2 separate regions of the Gossypium arboreum genome follow, and region 2 is linked to region 1. A link is a contact called in public Hi-C data. All regions are on one chromosome and are shown on one strand. Each heading gives the region's core, a stretch centred on a gene start, on an enhancer-like site or on the middle of the called end of the contact. The rest is flanking DNA. Distances are from core to core; before and after follow the strand shown.

Region 1 (4,648 bases), core at 688-3,187:
TGAGAAAATGAAGCACCAAGAAGCATTTGAAGGAAATTTTCGCAGATAAGAGCGGAAACAGGAGAAATGGGGGAACAGGGCATATTAAAAGTCTGGCAGAAAGCTTCTAGAGACAGTGCAGGTAATCAAAAGGAGAGCCTCAAAAATGATAAAAAGTAATTAAGATTTTGAAAGCGATGGGGGCTATCTCAGATAACGATGCTTGGCATACGGGGTATCAAAATAGGGCCTGGTGGGCTTAGGAAAATTTGGGTTTGGGCTTGGTTTAGGTATATGTTTTAGTAGGAATAACAAGTCCTGTTTGTAGGTTTTAAGTTATTTTTTCTTCTTTTGCTATTGTAATGAATTTCATGCCGGGGCCCATTTTTAATACAAAGTCCCAGATTTTATTAAAAAAAAAAAACTACAAATTGTTGTCATTTTTCTTTAAAAGCATGCACTTTACCCTTTTTTTTTGGTAATTGTGACATGCTAGCATTTTGAGGGTACTTGCTTGGTGCTTCTTTCATAATAATATAAGCACCTTTTGTTGGGTTGAAAAAAAAACAAAAACATAATGTTAACAATTCTTGCAGGCATAAAAACTTATTTCATGTATCAATTTTAAACTTTGAATTTGTATTATTTGCTAAATCATCTCAAAATGGATGAAAAAGTTAATTTTTGTTAACTGATGACGAATCCACATGATAGCCCATATATATCATGTTTATGACATTTTGGCAATTAATTAATTTTAAATTTTTATAATTTTATACTTTTAAAAATAATTTTAATAATTTTTTGAATTTCTTAAAATTTAAAAATTTAATTTATTACTAACACGGCATCTACATGGCAATCTACGTGTATACCACGTCAAAAAATTTGACAAATATTAATTTTTTATCTATTTTAGAGTGATTTGACAAATAACATAGATTTAAAGGTTAAAAGAGACGAAAAATTAAATAAAAGACTAAATTAATTTTTTTATAAAATTAAAGAGCCAAATAAATATTTATGCCTTCTTAATATATAACTAAGTCGTAGATGAATACCATATGACCTCATTTCAAATGAATGTGATTTCTATCTCAATCATAATATTGTTTTATCATGCAAACTTTCATGAAAAGAAAAGAAAAAAAAAAGGAGAAAAGAGGATAAAGAAAGAGGAAGAAAAATGAAAGAGGAAAAGAAAACAAAAGACAAAGTTAAAAGAAAAAGAATTAAATTGTTAAAAAAAAAAGTATAGGGATTAGTTGTATAATGTAACTTGAAATTTTCATATGAAAATGATGATATTAATGCGATACTTCAATTTACTGTTATATCGATAATGCTATTTAATGGGCCAATGATTATAACTTAACAAATTGATGACATACATGACCAAAAGTATTTACCTTTTTTTTTTTTTTTTGCCAATATATTGTTTGGGAATCCAATTGGCTAAGAAAACTAGCCATGATACTTCGACTAGTGTTGGACTTTGTTCACTAATTTAGTTCTTAATGTTTACTTATTTTGTTATTTTAGTCACCAATTTTAATGGCACTATATGACGACTCACATGATAGTCCATGTATACTTTATAAAAAAATATTTTTTAAAAATTCAACAAATTATAAAAGGTTCATTTTTTAAAATATAACCACATCAACAATGAAGTACACGTGAATTGCCACACGCGTTACAACGCTAGGGCTATTAAAATCTTAATTTTCAGTGAGCTTTTCTATTTAACAAGAAGTAATTTGACTAAAATTTGAAGGTTGAGAACCAAAGCGATCCATAAAAAAAATTAGGACTAAAGTGAGAAAATGAGTAAACAGTAAGAACTAAAATTGTCATTATGCCTTAAAAAAACATAAACGATGTGTGTTTTATTTTTGCAATGTGCAAGTTTCAGAAGCTTATTAATGGTCAAAAGGGCCGAACGAAGGCCCATTTATGTTTTTTTCATTTCAAATTCCCGCTAAAATATCCCTTTTGAAATTTCGCTCAAATACTTATTAAACTTTTTCATCTTCCTTTTACTTGTTTATTCCATCAAATCGTCTCGAAGTCTCAAACCGATTCAACAGCAGCGAGTTGACTCAGCAGCCGCTCATTTCCGTATGGGGGTGGAAACGAAGGATGAGTTCGCGACTCGCGAACCAGAGCAGGCCCAAGTGGGATCTCGAGGACCGAGGTTAGTAATTAACGAGATGGTGATGAGGAACTTCAAGTCTTATGCCGGTGAACAGCGCGTCGGTCCCTTTCACAAGGTTATATTTTCTTTTATCGTTTAATTTTGATATTTTTTTTTGGTTTCTAGGAAAGTTTGGAAATTGAGAAGGAAAATTGCAAAATTTATGTAATAATTCCACGGACTCAACTTGGATTAGCTTTTCCTTTCGTTATTAGTTCATTATTTCGTTTTTTTTTCTTTTGAGAAAATGAAGAACTGAGAAGGAAATTAAAAATTACATGACTTCAACTCGAATAGCTTTCTTTTTTTTTTCTCCTTTTTGTTGTAATTTTAACGGTTTCCTTTTGGTTACTGAGAAAGCACTGGAAATCGAGAAAGAAAATTCCAGATTGATGAACATTTCAAAAATTTATATTTTCGATTACCTTTTTTTTTTTTTTTTTAATAGTTAGATGTAGAAAGTAAGCTTTTAGTTTGTTTGTTAGTAGTCTAACTCCTGCTTGGTTGCCAAGAAAAAAAATGTAAAATGATATGATAATTGCACGAATTGAATTTGAGATAATTTATTTTTTCTGTTCTTAGTGTTCCCTTCTTTTGGTTGCGAGAAAGAGGTGGAAAATTGAGTGGCAAGTTGCTAGTCTATATGACAAGTTCAAAAATTTAACTCAAATTATGACTTTTTCAAATAATTATCTTTCGTATTTCAAGTCTTAGTTTCTTTAAGTTTGTTCACTGTACTATTGAGTAGGCTAAAAAGATATCATTTTGTCCTCAAATTTTACTTTTCATCTTAGGAATTTAATATTTCTTCCACTAACTATAAAGTTTAAACTCTTTCTCTCTGTTCCCCCCGATTTCTTTTCTTGTTTCGATGAAATTTAGAGCTTTTCTGCTGTGGTTGGGCCAAATGGAAGTGGTAAAAGCAATGTGATAGATGCCATGCTTTTTGTATTTGGGAAGAGAGCAAAGCAGGTAGTTTTTATTAGCAAAATTCTATTATTTGGGTATTTATCTTCTTTTTTGTTCCTATGTAGCTACAATGGTACTTCTAATCATATACCTGGCAGTACTTTTTGAAGATTTCCCTTTTTCTATATCCTTTCGTGCTTGATTTTGCTGATCTAATTGTGCAGATGCGGCTTAATAAAGTTTCTGAGCTTATTCACAATTCAACTAATCATCAAAATCTTGATAGTGCTGGTGTTTCTGTTCATTTTCAGGAGATTATTGATCTGGTGAGTCTTTTTCATTTTGTTTTTCTTGATTTTGGGTGTAGGCTTTTCACCTAGTGACCGAGTGGTTATAAACAGAGGTTTTGGGAAGCTAAATGCTGCAATTTTTTTCTAGGCGCTTAATCTGCAAAACCCTTGAGTTTTAAACCATTCAATTTCACTGTTTTATGTCCCAATATCATGGAATTTAAGAATCTTAAGGTGGTGCTACTTTGGAACTAACTCTCTACTGACTGCAGGATGACGGGACATATGAAGCTGTTCCAGGAAGTGAATTTGTTATTTCCCGGGTTGCATTTCGGGATAACTCATCCAAATATTACATCAATAACCGTGCTAGTAACTTTACAGAAGTTACAAAGAAACTGAAAGGGAAAGGAGTTGATCTTGACAACAATCGGTTTCTTATTCTTCAGGTTCAGTATATTCAAAAGGTTTAATATTTAGAAATTTCAAGTTCTTGTTCTACTTTTATTCATGTTTTAATAGTTATTATCAGGGTGAGGTTGAGCAAATTTCGCTCATGAAGCCAAAAGCACAAGGGCCTCATGATGAAGGTTTCCTTGAATATTTGGAGGACATAATAGGAACAAACAAATATGTTGAAAAGATTGACGAATCATCTAAGGAGTGAGTATTTTTCCTGTGTACACAGAATGTTTTGCTATTTTTGACACTAGTACTCGAGACCTTTTAACTTGTTTTTTATCACCTTGTTTGCTAGTAGCTATCAAGACAGTCCACCATAGTGAATAGATTACTAGTAACTGTCTTCTAGACTTGTATATGTCTTAACACTATTTTATGTTGTTTCCCTTTTTGCTTCCAGGTTAGAAAGTCTCAATGAAAAACGATCAGGTGTTGTGCAAATGGTTAAATTAGCAGAGAAAGAAAGAGATAGCTTGGAGGTTTGTTAATGATGCTATTTTCCCCTTTTTTTAAATTGGTATCATCTATAATATATGTACTTGAACTGTTATATTTTCTGTGCAATAGGATGTTAAGAATGAGGCAGAAGCGTACATGTTGAAAGAGCTTTCTCTCTTGAAATGGCAAGAGAAAGCTGCAAAATTGGCCCATGAAGATACCAATTTGAAAATGGTAGAATTACGGGAAAACGTTTCCAACTTAGAAGAAAATTTGAAGAATAAAAGGTTGTTCTGTTTAAGATATGCATTCAGTATTCATATTTATGCTTCAATATGTAATTAGGATTTACAGTTACGATGTCCTAATTCAG
Region 2 (4,648 bases), core at 937-3,436, 350 kb before region 1:
ATATTTAACACATGGTAACTACCACTACAGAAGAGCCCAGAACTATAAACTATCACTGAATTCCAAAGCGAGCACAACAAAATCATTCATTGAAAATGAACCTCAGAAGGGAAGAGCACTCCAGAAGGGAGAACTGGAGGAGTTACATCTTCAACTGTCACTGAGGGATCCCCCAATGCTTGAGCTGCACATCCACAATGTATCCCGTTATCAAAAGCAAATTGCTAAAAGAACAGAGATAGCAAGAAGGAAGGAATAACATTAAACTTGAAGGCCACTCACACCACATCCTTCCAACAGCATGACTTCCATTTATTACTTTTTTTGGCTCCTTTTCAAACAATAAGGCTTTTCTTGGTAGAATGAAAAGAAAATTGGAGTAGAAAAATATAAAGATAGAAAAAGTATATTTTTTTTCCATTGGTATGCTTGGTAGGAAAGATAGAAAAATTAAAAGAAAAAAACTAATTTTCTTTCCATTCATAACTTGGTAGTGTTGAAAAATGAGAGGGAAAAAATGGAACTTTTGGCATGTTGACTCTCAAAAACTCTCTTTAAAACTTTCTCAACTTATTCCTTCGCTCAATTTTATTCTAAGCCACACTTCCCTTTTCTGCACTTTACAAACCACCTACTGTCGCCACGCTCGATGAATTATAGGTTCTACCCTAGTCTTCCTCTCCACCTTCTCTTGGTACGCTTTGATTGCTTGTTGCAACCGTTCCTCTCTCTACCAAAGAACCCTCTACAAAGTTCATCTCTCTTATTTTCTTTCTTTTCATTTTTCTTCCCTATCTAGCACACCCTTTTTTTTTTTCCAATTTTCCACTTTCTCTTTCCATCCTCCACTTTTCCACTCAACCAAGCACACCCTAAAAGTGGCTGCAAGTTCACTACAGCTACAAATTTTAATGAAAGTAAATTAAAATAGGTGACACCAGATTTCAAGTCATTTACATAAGTAAGCTTAGTTTTGAATGACAATGTACTCGCTAAACAAAATTATCAATAAAGCAGGGAAGATTTCAATATTTCAGCAGCCAACAGAAGCGGTTCATATGAATTAAGTTCTTAAAGCAGCTAAGGGCAAATTGGAGCTGAAATGTGCACACCTGATAAGTACCTTGAAGGATGAAAAGTCCAACAGGCAAAAAGACCAGCAAGAAGTACCCTCCTTGTCGCAAAGGGTATACTTTTACCTATTATTACCTCACCAAAATCGGCCATTCGTTCACTAATCATCCTAAAAGCATCAATAAAGCAATATTTAAAACAATGAACAACTAAAAAAACAGCACAAAATAAAAATGTATGTTGGAATCAATTTCTGTAACAGCAATGACAAGTATACAAATTACCAATCTTAGCCTTTAGCATTGGATTTTCAGTAAAAGAAAAAAACAGATCAATATTCATAGCTAAGTATATACATGAACATGTATTACATACAGGAGTAATTGAGTATCCACATACAGTGACAGCTGAAAATGCTCACACACATAAATGACCACATACTCATGTACATTCACATATATACGGATGCTTACATTGATACATAAACCACATTGTAATGGTGCTTCTGTACATAAATCCATACATGAATATACATGCATACACATTAAAACACAAGCACAAATACTCCTACAAATACTAGAAAAACAAATCACACTCGAATTAAATTGAACCAAAGAAAAAGTAATTAGAAGCGGTAAAAAACTGAAATTTATTAATTTCACCAAGCAAAGAGAACTTGAAAGCTAAATGGGTATAAAAGAAAATTAGCAGAAAATAGTGAAGGAAAGCGAAAACCAACCTTAAAATGGAAATGGGTTTGTGAGAAACGATTTCTTTATGGGAACCAGTGGAACATAAAGTAGACAAGAGTTCGCGACGACCCATGAGCAAGTGACTCTTAACGTTGTTGCTATTAAGGTTTAATGAGCACGAATTGCTGCAGACCAAAACTTGCATTTTTTTTGGGTTAACTGTGAACTAAGATGAGTTGCAGAAATTTTTGAGTAAAAAATAAAATAAATATTTTGTTTTGGGGTCGTCTTTGAAGCTAAGTTGCAGTATAAATGGAGTTTGAGTAGATGATGATAATCTACTATTTTTCGTCTGTTTTTTTCAGATATGGAATTACTTAATTAAAAGAACCACATTTATGTTCCAATTTCAAAAAATATCCTCTACTTTCGACAATATGCATTAGGTCAAATTTTATAAAGGGTTCTTGTATTTTTCATTTTTTACGAATTTAATCCCTCTGTGATGAATTCCAGTTTCTACATTTGGAACTGCATTTTTGTCCGAACAATATTTTTGTTTCACCTGTTAATTTATTTGAAACAGTTCTTTATTTGTGTTTAATACACACTGGAAATCCTATAACACTTAGTATGTGTGTAACTCATAAATTCGAAATATAAATGTATTTTTAAAAATAGTATCCAATAAATAATTAAACATATGATTTAAAATTAATGTTTAATAACACATAAAATTCAGTATATTATTAAAATTAACAAATTAGATTAAAAGGAAATCAAAAGAACAGACAATAAACAATGAATCGTATTGTTTGAAACTAATTAATAAGAACGGAAGAAGGTAATAAAATGTGCATAATAAAATTAAAATGTATAAAATATCAAAATAAATATTTAGTTGAGTTTTAAATTAAAGGTTTTACTAATGCAATTGACATGTGTTCTAATCTCATCGTATGCATATTTTTATTGATTTATTTACAGTGAAAAGATTAATTTTTATTATGGAAGGGTATTCTCATAATTTATTTGGTTTTTTATAAAGTGAAAAGACTAAAATACCATCCACTAATATTACTTTAAAATATCCTCAAACAATATCAATTATTTTTATTACGAAAAGGCTTATTAGTTTTTTTATGTAAAAGACTAAAATATCCTCTAATAACATTACTTATTTTTATTACGGAAGGGCATTCCCATAATTTCCTTTGATTTTTAAGTGAAAAATAAAAATAACCTCAAATAATATTAATTTAAAATATCTTTGAATAATATTACTTATTTTTATTACGAAAGTACATTCCCATAATTTTCTAACCGAGTTGGTGTCCCGTTGGCTCGTGACACTAACTTAGTCAAAGGTTTTATTGATCATATGATGAATTACAACACTAATGTGACATTTTCTTTTATTATAAGGTTAAAGTGTGCTATAAGTCTTTCTACTTTTTTCAAATTTGAAATGTAGTCATTGTACTCTTATTTTCGAAATTTTAGTCTCTACTTTTCAAATTTAAAAATTTAGGTTCAATTGTTAATATTGTTACAATTTTTCATTATAATTTTTGGTGTGCAATTTTAAAATAAAAAAAATTCACTCAATAATCATATAACCAATAAAAATAACATTGTAATAATGCTGAATTTAGTTGAATAATCACATTCTGATAATCAGAGTCAAAAGATGAAATGCAACCAATCCTATTCCTTTGCAAGACAACACACAATAAGAATAGTCATTGCTTCTGCTACTTGGATTGACCTCGTGGGGACAAGATTAGACATCTCATCAACCAAGGAACTGGAATGGTCTTTGGATGTTAAAATTAAGTGACCCGAATCCTTATTTAAATAAAATACAGTGGTAAAATAAAATAAAAGAAGAATCCATATAGAATTACACTTCTTTTATTTTATTTTAGAATAAAGTTTTTTAAACCTTATTAAATTCTATATATTTGATATTTATTAGAATAAGGTGTTTCAGTCTTACTAGAATATTGCTTTACAAGCCTATAAATAGATATAGTCTATTCCTCTTGTAATTAAATTCGAATTCAACATAGTGAATTTTCTTCTCCTCTGCCCGTGATTTTTTCCCGAAAGGGTTTTCACGTAAAAATCTGTGTGTTTTTTATTTTTTTATTTTTTATTTTTTTTTCACAAATTGGTATCCGAGCTTCCGAGTTATTCATCTCGATCACGGTAATGGCTTCTTTGAAGTATGAAATTCCGCTATTGGATCGCAATACCAGATTTGCGTTGTGGCAGATTAAAATGCAAGCAGGTCTTGCGCAGATGGATCTGGAGGATGTCCTGCTAGGAATAGATAAGATGCCTTCGACATTAGCAGATGAAGAGAAGAAGCGTAAGGATCGAAAGGCGTTAACACAATTACATCTGCATTTGTCCAACGAAATTCGCAGGATGTGATGAAAGAGAAGACTATGCATGCATTATGGAAGAGGCTAGAACAAATATGTATGTCGAAAACTCTAACAAGCAAGTTGCATATGAAGCAGCGTCTTTATGCTCATCATTTGGAGGAAGGTGCATCTGTACATGAACACTTAACAGTGTTTAAAGAAATTCTCTCAAACTTGGAGGCCATGGAGGTTCAGTATGATAAGGAAGATCTAGGGTTGATTCTACTTTATTCGTTGCCCCCGTCTTATTCAACCTTTAGAGACATGATTTATATAGCCACAAGTCTCTCACAGTTGATAAGGTTTATGATTCTTTAACCTCGTATGATAATATGAAGCATCTTGTGGTTTGTAATACCCCTACCCGTATTCATTACCGGAATAGGGTACGAGGCATTACCGGAGTTTACGAATTAATTTTTTTTTATATTCAATATAGCCCCTTTATAA

What was found. A called contact is a pair of places that touch in the nucleus more often than the background predicts.
Region 2: a Hi-C map of leaf shows a contact between it and region 1, with 5 times the contacts expected there. The contact joins the promoter of LOC108454626 here to the promoter of LOC108453988 in region 1. A contact is called at or near these places in 2 of 5 Hi-C or Micro-C datasets (both in leaf).

The regions. Positions count from the first base shown.
Region 1 is chr9:3,432,172-3,436,819 of ASM2569848v2, reverse strand. It overlaps LOC108453988 (structural maintenance of chromosomes protein 4), which reads left to right and starts at 1,937. Exons shown (of 28, transcript XM_017752262.2): 1 at 1,937-2,252; 2 at 3,059-3,148; 3 at 3,310-3,411; 4 at 3,648-3,824; 5 at 3,908-4,038; 6 at 4,238-4,316; 7 at 4,405-4,562. The coding sequence starts at 2,103. It overlaps LOC108454483 (a long non-coding RNA gene), which reads right to left and starts at 173. Exons shown (of 3, transcript XR_008270658.1): 1 at 1-173.
Region 2 is chr9:3,777,594-3,782,241 of ASM2569848v2, reverse strand. LOC108454626 (protease Do-like 8, chloroplastic) reads right to left here and starts at 2,186. Exons shown (of 13, transcript XM_017753151.2): 1 at 1,814-2,186; 2 at 1,113-1,243; 3 at 102-184. The coding sequence starts at 1,971.